2 separate regions of the Sus scrofa genome follow, and region 2 is linked to region 1. The links are chromatin contacts, called in public Hi-C maps. All regions are on one chromosome and are shown on one strand. Each heading gives the region's core, a stretch centred on a gene start, on an enhancer-like site or on the middle of the called end of the contact. The rest is flanking DNA. Distances are from core to core; before and after follow the strand shown. Region 1 overlaps DSC2 (desmocollin-2). Region 2 overlaps LOC102160593 (a long non-coding RNA gene).

Region 1 (5,098 bases), core at 777-3,276:
AAACCCAAGGCCTAGACTGAATGGTAGTGACGACTCAGAGTGGAAGAGGGCAAGACTGGCGGGGGGGGGGGGGGGTCCCACTAAAAGTTAAAAAGGGGAGAGAAAATGTGGATCCAGTATGATTTAACCAAGGATTTGGGAAGAAGCCATGGAAAGCTGTGCCTATCCTCTTTTCATTATGGAAGATACTTTGGGGTTTTCCAGACTATGCCCAGGCTCTCTGACACCCTTGTTGAGATAAAAATTCATTAAGGAAGCATGTGTTTGAGCATGCTATACGGGCTTACAGTTTTATAAGTGGCCTTTGTATGACTAATACTACAAAAAAATAAATAAATAAATAAGTACATGCAGATACAGAGATGTCTTTATACCACACATTGAAATATATGATAGACATACTCATTCACTCATATATTCACACACACGCTTTTTGCTTTTTAGGGCTGCACCCATGGCATATGGAGGTTCCTAGGCTAGGGGTCGAATCGGAGCTATAGCTGCCGGCCTACACCACAGTCATAGCAACTTGGGATCCAAGCCGCATCTGTGACCTATACCACAGCTCATGGCAACACTGGATCCTTAACCCACTGAGCAAGGCCTCAACCTCATGGTTACTCGTTGGATTTGTTTCCGCTGCACCACAATAGGAACTCCACACACACACATTTTTTAAAATAACTGCATACTCATTGTACAAAATTTTTTTGGTCTCTTTTCCTTTTCTTTTTTTTTTTGTCTTTTTAGGGCCACATCTGTGGCATATGGAAGTTCCCAGGCTAGGGGTCGAATCTGATCCGCAGCTGCCAACCTACACCACAGCCATAGCCACAGCACACCAGATCCAAGCTGCGTCTGTGACCTACACTGCAGCTCATAGCAACGCCAGATCCTTAACTCACTAAGCAAGGCCAGGGATTGAACCCGCATCCTCATGGATACTAGTCAGGTTCTTAACCTGCTGAGCCACAGCAGGCACTCCATAATTTTTTTTAAAAGATGGAAACCACAGACTTTCACAGTAGAAAGAAAGTAAATTGTACCTGTTGAAGAAAAAGTGGGAAAGGACCCAAGGAATTCTCAGGCACTGAACAAGGAATAGGAGCCCATCTTCTCTTGGCACGTCTTAGAACTTTTTCTTGAGAATGCCTTTGCTTTAGAATCTCGATTTAGAAAACAGAAAAAAAAAATAATGTAAAATCAATGACTGCTCTCTTCTCAAGCTTGAGAACTCTGACACATCTTTCTCCTCTCATGAGGATTAGCTGGGGAGACGTAAGACCATGGTGCTGCTTGAAAACCAAACAGAATTTCAATACTATGAAAAGGTAACAAAGAAATCCCTGTCCTAATTGTTATCACAGCAATCTTCTTGAGAAAATAGCTTGGTGGCAATATGGAAGAGAGAGAGAGATGGAGTTGGAAGCCTAGAAGCAAAACTGAAAACGAAAAAAAAAAATTACTGTTGCCACATTGCCATGCAAAAACATGAGAGGACAGATATGCAAAGAACGCAGTAAGTAGAGAGAGGCCCTTCTAAAATTAGCATAAGCGTCTTCCACTCACCAGCAACTAGGAAGAGTCAGGAGACCAACAGAGAGATCTGTGTCAGAAGGAGAGAAATACGATGACAACTCTCAAATAGCTGCCGTGAGTAATGGCCAGTGGTTGAATAGAAGTCATTTTGATCTTGGGGGTCACAACGTAATAAAGCATGTGTGAGGTCCAGACCTCAACCAGCAAAAGTCATCTATTTTCTTTTCTTTTCTTTTCTTTTTTTTTTTCTTTTTTAAAATATCGGCTGCTTTATTTCTTTCCTTCCAATTTGGATGATTTTATTTTTCTTGTCTAACTGAGTGGATCAGGGATCGAACCTGCAACCTCATGGATGCTAGACAGGTTCATTACCACTGAGCCACAATGGGAACTCCAAAAGTCATCTATTTTTTAAGACTAAAAATCATGCTAAGATACATGAGAGAGAGCTACTGCTGAAGGCCTCATGTATCTGAGCGTAATTAACCACGTGATGCTCCCACATCACTGCCAAGAGTCGGGCACCACCATAAGTCACAAACATGCCATGTGAGTTCTGAATAATTAAAAGCTACAAAGCCTACATTATATACAAATATTTTAAGCAATAATGTTTATTGTTTTGGAAACCTACTCCATAGGGAAGATAGAAAATTGCTTCTTTGTGTCTAATCCTCAAGTTCTCATGCTGTCCCATATCTCAATTTCTCCTTTTATGACCCCAAATAAAAAGAAATCACAACTTGTAATACTCTTAAGTTGAAAAACCCCTTTTCCATTTCAACACTGTTAACCTGCATCATGGTTTTCATTCCTCTTCAAGCTAAGCTATCCTGTAGCTTTTCTGATTTCACACCTTCCCTGGTCATGTGAGTTACATCTAAAGCAAACAGTTTGTTAATATCTCACTGTTATACTTTGGTATACCTTTGTTTGATGCTCTAAAAGGACAGGTATTGTCTTCTCTTCTTGGTTCTCTGTGTTGGAAAGTAATATGGTAAAAGTTCTCTTCTCTGAGGACAAAAGAATAGCATTTGTTGTATAGACGGAACCATCTTCTAAAATTTGGAAATCAGGATCGCTTGAATGAATTAGATTTGCAGATTTAAAGCACTCCTTCAGGTTAACTGTAGAAAATATACAGAGCAATCATTTGTAAGATAACACAATAGAGAGTTTTAGTAGTTATCTATGCACTTGGGAGGGGGAGTAAACAAAAACTTTAAATTAATTCCCAACAGTTGTAAATTTTGCATTTTTAAAAAGACATCTGAAACAATATGATTACTTAAGTTGTGCTTAATTAAACATATCCATCGCTTCTAATGCCTCTTTCCCACCCTTTTAAAGAAGAGACATTTGTTCTGAGATAAAGGCATGTGAACTGCCCATTCTGAATATTAAACTCACACCAAGAAAAACATTTTTTTCAATTAAACTGAAATTAGCTATAAGGCAACGCATGAGAACAGAATCTAGAGGTTAAAATTGGCAGTTATTAAATTATTACTAAACTCTTTGTATCTGGTGTTAAATAGTATCCTCACTGGTCTGATCTTTTCTCATACATTTGAGTTATGTAAAAAAAAAATAATCGATAAAAACAATATGTGGAAGTAAATGTCAGTAAGATCCCCTAATATTTTAGAATGGAAATCCAAAAACAAGACCTCAAGATATAGTTTTAATACTGTTTCTCTCAATTTCATAGACGTGTTACATACCATATACCATATCCTTCATCTAATGTAAATATTAGTAATTATTACTCAAATGAAACAATTTTAACTACTTTACATAATGTTTTTCAATAAAAATATTCTTTTTTTTTTTTTTTTGCCTTTTGTTGTTGTTGTTGTTATTGTTGTTGTTGTTGTTGTTGTTGTTGCTATTTCTTGGGCCGCTCCCTCGGCATATGGAGGTTCCCAGGCTAGGGGTTGAATCGGAGCTGTAGCCACCGGCCTACGCCAGAGCCACAGCAACGCGGGATCCGAGCCGCGTCTGCAACCTACACCACAGCTCACGGCAACGCCGGATCGTTAACCCACTGAGCAAGGGCAGGGACCGAACCCGCAACCTCATGGTTCCTAGTCGGATTTGTTAACCACTGCGCCACGATGGGAACTCTGTAAAACAATATTCTTTTCTTGGAATGACATTACGTATTTTTAAAGAATAGTGTACTATAATGTATTATATGTTTTAACTATTAGTTCCAGTATAGTCATCTGTCTAAAAATTATACTAAATTTCTTTGTTCTTTTTTTTTTTTCTCTTTAGCTGTTTGCCTAGCATGTATTTCCTGGGCCAGGGATCAAACCCGTGTCACAGCTGTAACCAGAGCCATAGCTATGCTAACACCAGATCCTTGACCTGCAGAGCCACCAGGCAACTCCAGATTTTATAAGATTAGGTCAAACTAGGATTTACTGCTTATTTTTGCAGTTTCTTACCTCTACCAATAAATTTTTCAGCATCCAGTTTAGAGGGAACATGTAGTGTCACCGTTTTGCAGGCATCACAGGCAAATGTTAAGATCTAAAAAAAAAAAAAAAAAAAAAAAAATTATGCATAAAAAGAGCCTTTGCATGTGTACATAGTTTATATAAATTGTGTAATTATAAATCAGTTTATATAATTAGCAAAATAAAATAAAGAGAATACACTGGATTAAGAATCGAGGGGAAAAAACAGCACAGAAGAGAAGGATAAAACAACATATTAAAAGCCATGGCTCCCTCCCTCACAAAGCATGTAAACTCAGAATTTCTTATCCTCTTGGACTTTGTTTCCTGGTCTGTAAAACGGAGTTAGTAATAACTTCACTAACTTAGTGGGGATATTGAGAAACCAGTGACACCTTTTGTGAAAAAGTGCTGGAAACTATTAGGAAGGCAGCACAGTTACGTAAAAGGAAAGAGAAATGAAAACAAAGTTAACGAGCCAGCAAATTGTTTCAATTAACTTTCTACCCCCTGTGAGTTTGGGTACCAAATCAAAAATATCCTAAACAAAGCCCAATGCTTTGAAAAAGAAACACGGACTCTCTGCCATGGACTGACTTGAAAAGTATTCATGTATGACCCTCACAAACAAGCACACAACTTTGAAATATGAGCTTATTTTGAAGGTGCCTCTTCTCAGTGAGAATTAAGGTCAGTGTGAAAAATATTTCACTTAAAAATTTTTAAATGATTTAGTGAATTATGGTGAACTAATTCTAATACAACATATATTTGAGCACACTGAAATGTAATTGTTCTCTCTGAAACTTTATATTGGATGCTTCTGAAAGATTCAGGTTTTTTTTCCCCTAGAGTTTTACAAAGGCTTTCAACAAAAAGCAAAATAGCCAACTAGCACTTACTCCATTATTTATTTATTTATTTATTTATTTATTTATTTATTTATTTATTTAGTCTTTTTAGGGCCAAATCCATGGCATAGGGAAGCTCCTAGGCCTGGAGTCAAATCGGAGCTGCAGCTGCCGACCTATGCCACAGCCACGCAGGATCCAAGCCACACCTGCAACCTATACCACACCTCATGGCAATGCCAG
Region 2 (5,514 bases), core at 1,581-4,080, 150 kb after region 1:
CTTGAATTCACTTAATAAATCTGAAGAATTAAAACTCATTGACTCAGATAACTCACTTCCGGTAGAATCTGGCAAATGAGAACTAGATTTGGCCTGTGATCTCAGAGGAGTATGAATACCACACACTGGTCAAACCTCCTTATTTAAACTTGGCACAAAAAGCACAGACAGGAATGGCAGATGGGATCATTTGTTATCTTTGGCACTGTTCATCTGCCCAATGATGGCGGGACAGGGGAAATCCCACAAAACAGAGCCAGTGCTGCAATCACCTGACCACGGGGCAGAAGGAGGTGAGCTCACACTTTCCCTGAGTGGTGAGCTACAAGCAGGTTTCCTGGCTTGTTCCTTGGTTCTCTCCTCACATCAAAGAGACTGACCATGCAGAGCAGGTGTTTTTAGGGGACAAAACAGCCCTCCAAGAAAGCCAAAAGGTAAGGTGAATGTATTTCCAACTTAAACGTATATTTTTACACTATCAGCACACTAAATTTGCCATTTAGCAGAAAAGTCCCTTTTCTTCTCTTTCCTACATTTTTCTTGGCCTTTGAGGAATGTGGAAAGATACCCTTGAAAACAAAATACAACAAACAAACAAAATGAAGCAAAAAAAACAAAAACAAAAACAAAACAAAACTCCATTTGCCCCAGGAAGGAATCTGAAGATAAGCATTTGAGATGGCGATTTGCCAACCCTGAATCTGGTTAAGTCGTAGTAACATGGCAACGTTCTCCAATTCTTAGAGGTTTTGTGAGGGTTAAACAAGAAATAATTTGGATAGGAAAATGCCCATAAGAGTCAAAGAACTTTGCAATTAGGCATAAATAGCCACTGGCCTTTTTTCTTGCTTATGGTACGTGGGACACTTATCAGAATGTGAACACAGGATCAGGCTAAAAATAGTTTACTGGAAGTCAGAAGCCAGGTTTTAGAGATATGAGTGTTAGAAAAGAACTGGAAACTAAGGTGATCAGACTAACATTCCTGGGGCCATTCCAGTTAAGAAATGATATCCTAAGCCTCATGGTCTTAGCTAGCTTTTGACTAATCTTGTGGCTGAAGCAATATGGCAGGACTGAGAGCAATAGAAAGTGGAAAAAACAGACTCAGGAACCATATTTCTTTCTTTCTTTCTTTCCTTTTGTCTTTTTAGGGCCACACCTACAGCATATGGAAGTTTCCAGGCCAGGGGTTGAATAGGAGCTGTCACTGCTGGCCTATGGCCACAGCAACACCAGATCCAAGACCTGTCTGTGACCTATACCACAGCTCACATCAACGTCGGATCCTTAACCCACTGAGAAAGGCCAGGGATCGAACCTGTGTCCTCATGGATATTAGAGTCATTTCCACTGAGCCATGACTGGGAACTCCAGGAACCATATTTCTGAAGACTAGCACCAAATGCAATCTGCCAAGCAGCTGTATAATCTGTAAAGGTCTGGGATGCAATAATACATGAAGAAAATAATCACAAGAAAGTGAAACATTTAGAGTAATGATCGATCTCACAGTAGAGTCTTGGACACTGATGAAATCTCAAATCTTTCATCCCTTGCACTCATGATTGACTTGTCTTTTAGGATGCAGTTTCTTAAACTGGAAAGGAAACTGCTGAATCTGACATTGTATTTTGTCGAACAATGACAGATTTCACCAGCAGAGTCTAGAACACTCCCTTCTTTAATTTGTTCTACCTGATCAAGCACTGCATTTTCTTCAGCCTTTAGTTAAAAGAATGTTGAAACTGCAAACTCCCCAAAGACATGTTTAGAATGAAATGAACTACAGGCTAATTGGTAATGGATTGAATAAAAGCCAAAACAGGAGCTCATCTCAAGCAAGTTTTTAAAAGGAGTCCACGTGTAGAGAGAGAGAAAAAAGTAAACACAAACAAAAATTGGCTTCGGCCCTTTATGGTTATTGATAAAACCTCCTAAAAAGTTGCTAGAAGCTACTTGAAAAAGTATAAACATTATTTTATTTTATACGAAATGTCTGAAGACCCACTAGAAATTGGCCTAGGAGGGAGAAAACAGGAAGTAGGAGAGTAACATGGCAACTGGGAAAAAGATGGCTCAGCTTGGGTAAATTTTGGTGATAGCTGTGTCTCAGGGAAATTAGCAGATTAGACAATCAGCTGCTGTAATCTGTCTAGAAAGCAGGAAGATCTTGACTATAGTTGTCAGAGGCAAAGGCAGCAGGCATTAGAAGATGAGAGGTGCCTGTTAGCCCAGGAGGTTAGCTGAGATTTTTCTCCAATACTTTACGTGTTCAAGGAAAACAGGAAGACTACTCACAGGAATGAGGCTTGCCTGACAGCCCCAGAAAGGAAGAGCCAGAAGATTATGCGAAAGAAATAAGTCTTGTAGACTAAATTCTATAGAAATTATGATTCTTTGTATTCATAATTATACATCAAATTTGCAGTTCATTAGGATTTGAAGTATATCTTTGTGGACTCGTGCTTGCTCTGTATGCCTCAAGGGGTAAAGAGAATGAGAGTTCAGCCACTTAGAAATATTCCATGAGGAGTTCCCGTCGTGGCGCAGTGGTTAACGAATCCGACTAGGAACCATGAGGTTGTGGGTTCAATCCCTGCCCTTGCTCAGTGGGTTAACGATCTGGCGTTGCCGTGAGCTGTGGTGTAGGTTGCAGACGTGGCTCGGATCCCGAGTTGCTTTGGCTCTGGCGTACGCTGGCAGCGACAGCTCCGATTAGACCCCTAGCCTGGGAAACTCCATATGCCGCCGGAGCGGCCCAAGAAATAGCAAAAAAAGACAAAAAAATAAAAAAATAAAAAAATTAAAAAAAAATAGAAATATTCCATGAAATTAACTCAGAAAACACACAGAATATGGAATTAAGGGAGGTGCTATCACAGCATTGACGAAACATGTCATTATCCTTCTTTTGAGAGAGAGCTCTATTCTAAATTAATCATTAATTTAGCCACCTTTAAGATAAGTCAACTGAGGAACACTTCTTAGTTTTTCTCTCTTGCTCATGATAGAAAAAAAGTTCTAAGAAATTAGCCTGTGTGCCGAAGACTATTAAGTTTTGAACAGCCCAGGCACTGGTAAAGCTAAGGCCACAGGTCAGAGCTGCCAACTACCACTTAAGTATTAATACCACCTCTCGTCCTCTGTGAAGTGTTAATGGATTCAGTCCAGCCCCTAGCAGACATCTGTCTACATCACACATAGCATAAATTTAAATTGGCAGTGTCAGCAGGGAAAATAAGATTTGATGGGGGTGGAGACAAACCAACCCTTCAGGTGAGAGGTGACCTCACGTACAAGGTAGAGGTAGTCTCTTTACCATAAACTCTGAGAAACTAAACAGTTTAAATGCCTTTCTCACTGCTTCTTGCCCATAAAAAGCAAGTACAACAAATTATGCCCCCAGACTTCCTGTGATAAGATACACACCAAATCCTATGAACATTTGTAGCTATTGTGTAATCGGGGTGATTACTTCTGTTTTACTCAGTTAAAACTCATTTATTCTCTTAATGGCATGAGGTAAGTGGGAATGTGTAGGTGCCAGCTATTGTTATTATTTTCCACGTTTTAAACAGAGATATTTGATACTCATCTCTGCTAAAGAAAATATGCAAAATCAAAATAGTAACCTGGTTAGCACTTAATATATGCTAAACATTCTCTTGCAATAGGACTGATGCATTATAAATGAACAGCAGCTCCTTAAAAATGTTAACTGAAACCTCCAACAGCAGGTCAGTTCCTACAAAGGATTTTTTTTTTTTTTTCCATTTCTTGGGGCACTGCCATGGCATATAGAGGTTCCTAGGCCAGGGGTCTAATCGGAGCTGTAGCCACCGGCCTACACCAGAGCCACAGCAACACAAGTTCCAAGCCATGTCTGCAACCCACACCACAGCTCATGGCAACGCCGGATCCTTAACCCACTGAGCAAGGCCAGGGATCGAACCCACTACCTCATGGTTCCTAGTCGGATTCGTTAACCACTGAGCCACAATGGGAACTCTGCTACAACGGACTCTAATGGCTTTATTTCTCTTTCAAATCATGTCATCTAAGAGAGAAGCACTCTAGCTAACACTCATAGTAACAACAATAATAGTTGTACCAGTGTGTCTCTTGTACCTTATTTCATTTTAGCTTTCTCTCAGACACTGTCATCAGTGGTATAGGTTATGCAGATTACCATTATGAATGATAATTACTGATTTTCTTAAGCAAAACTAATGGATCATATAGTTATTCATTTTTCACTGTAAGTATAAAATTAATACATATATTTGGTGTGTGTGTGTGCATGCAGGCGGATGCTATGTTTTGGATATTTATGCTTGCTTATCAAAAATGTATATATGAAACCAAGTCACCATCAATATTATTACTGCATCAGTCATGAGCCCAGGAATATGTTAAAATATGTATCATTAACACTATTGATTTAGCTTTTTAGGGCTGCATTCACAGCATATGGAAATTCCCAGGCAAGGAATCCAACCAGAGCTACAGCTGCCAGCCTACACCACAGCCATAGCAATGTAGGATCTGACCTGCATCTGCAACCTACACCACAACTCATGGCAAGGCCAGATCTTTAACCCACTGAGCACGGCCAAGGATGGAATCCACATCCTCATGGATACTAGTTGGGTTTGTTTAAACTGACCACAATGGGAATTCCAACATTTTAGATATTACCATTCATCACACTGAAAAATCTATTGATGGAGTGAAAATTACTTCCACTTCAATTGGTTATGCTATAGAGGGTATTTGATGACAAACCTACTATTTATAGATGATGGCAGAAATTTTTAATCACACTGTGTTCTTTAAGTAATATGTACCATTACAAAGTTGTGCTTTGGAGTTGAAATGTGTGGGGTGAGGCTGGAGAGGTGGTTCAGGAAGAGGGCAAGCAGAAAGATACCAGGCAGGTTGCTTTGTCATGAGAACAAAGCAGAAGCCAATATTCCTACTGTAGCATGAGATAGATACCAGATAAATAGCAAACATTATTTAAAATCAATTTCTTCAATCTCTTTCAATTAAGGTCAGACACAGTTCTCATGATGGAAACAGACATGTTTATAGATAAGGTTCTGGATATAAATTTAAGAAATTCAAAAATGATGGAACGGATGCAGTGCCTAAAAATATTTTCAGAATCTTAGGGTTTAAATGATCAAAATTGAATTCTGTATCAATAAATGATTCTGTGATCTACAAATATCAACTAAAGATAATCTCCTTACATCATCAACTGGAAGGAAATTTAAGAAACTTGTCTTTGATTAAAAACCAGAGTAATTTCTATTCCTATCTTTCGCCCCAAGTCACAGCTTTGCTTGAGGCCCCAGGACAGGAGTTGTCTGCACTGATTAGTTGCAGTAAGTGGCCTGAGGAAATTTGAGGAACTGCAGTCTTAGGAATGAAGGGACCATATCAGTAAAAGTCAGACTAAGGTCAGTGAAGTCACAGACCATTGCTTTGTCTTTTTTTTTTTTTTTT

The links. A called contact is a pair of places that touch in the nucleus more often than the background predicts.
Region 2: a contact with region 1 is called in a Hi-C map of fetal heart ventricle, with 4 times the contacts expected there. The contact joins two enhancer-like sites. A contact is called at or near these places in 3 of 47 Hi-C or Micro-C datasets (epiblast stem cells, fetal heart ventricle and heart right ventricle).

Annotation. Positions count from the first base shown.
Region 1 is chr6:115,008,830-115,013,927 of Sscrofa11.1, forward strand. It overlaps DSC2 (desmocollin-2), which reads right to left. Exons shown (of 17, transcript XM_021096210.1): 2 at 3,993-4,077; 3 at 2,467-2,666; 4 at 1,047-1,166. Among named protein-coding and RNA genes, the nearest start is that of DSC2, 10 kb to the right of the region's middle. Within about 2 kb of position 2,027, at least 2 of the 83 cell types and tissues checked have an H3K27ac peak or open chromatin away from gene starts, as enhancers often do.
Region 2 is chr6:115,162,616-115,168,129 of Sscrofa11.1, forward strand. LOC102160593 (a long non-coding RNA gene) reads left to right here. Exons shown (of 4, transcript XR_304089.2): 1 at 1-434. Among named protein-coding and RNA genes, the nearest start is that of DSG1, 72 kb to the right of the region's middle. Within about 2 kb of position 2,831, at least 2 of the 83 cell types and tissues checked have an H3K27ac peak or open chromatin away from gene starts, as enhancers often do.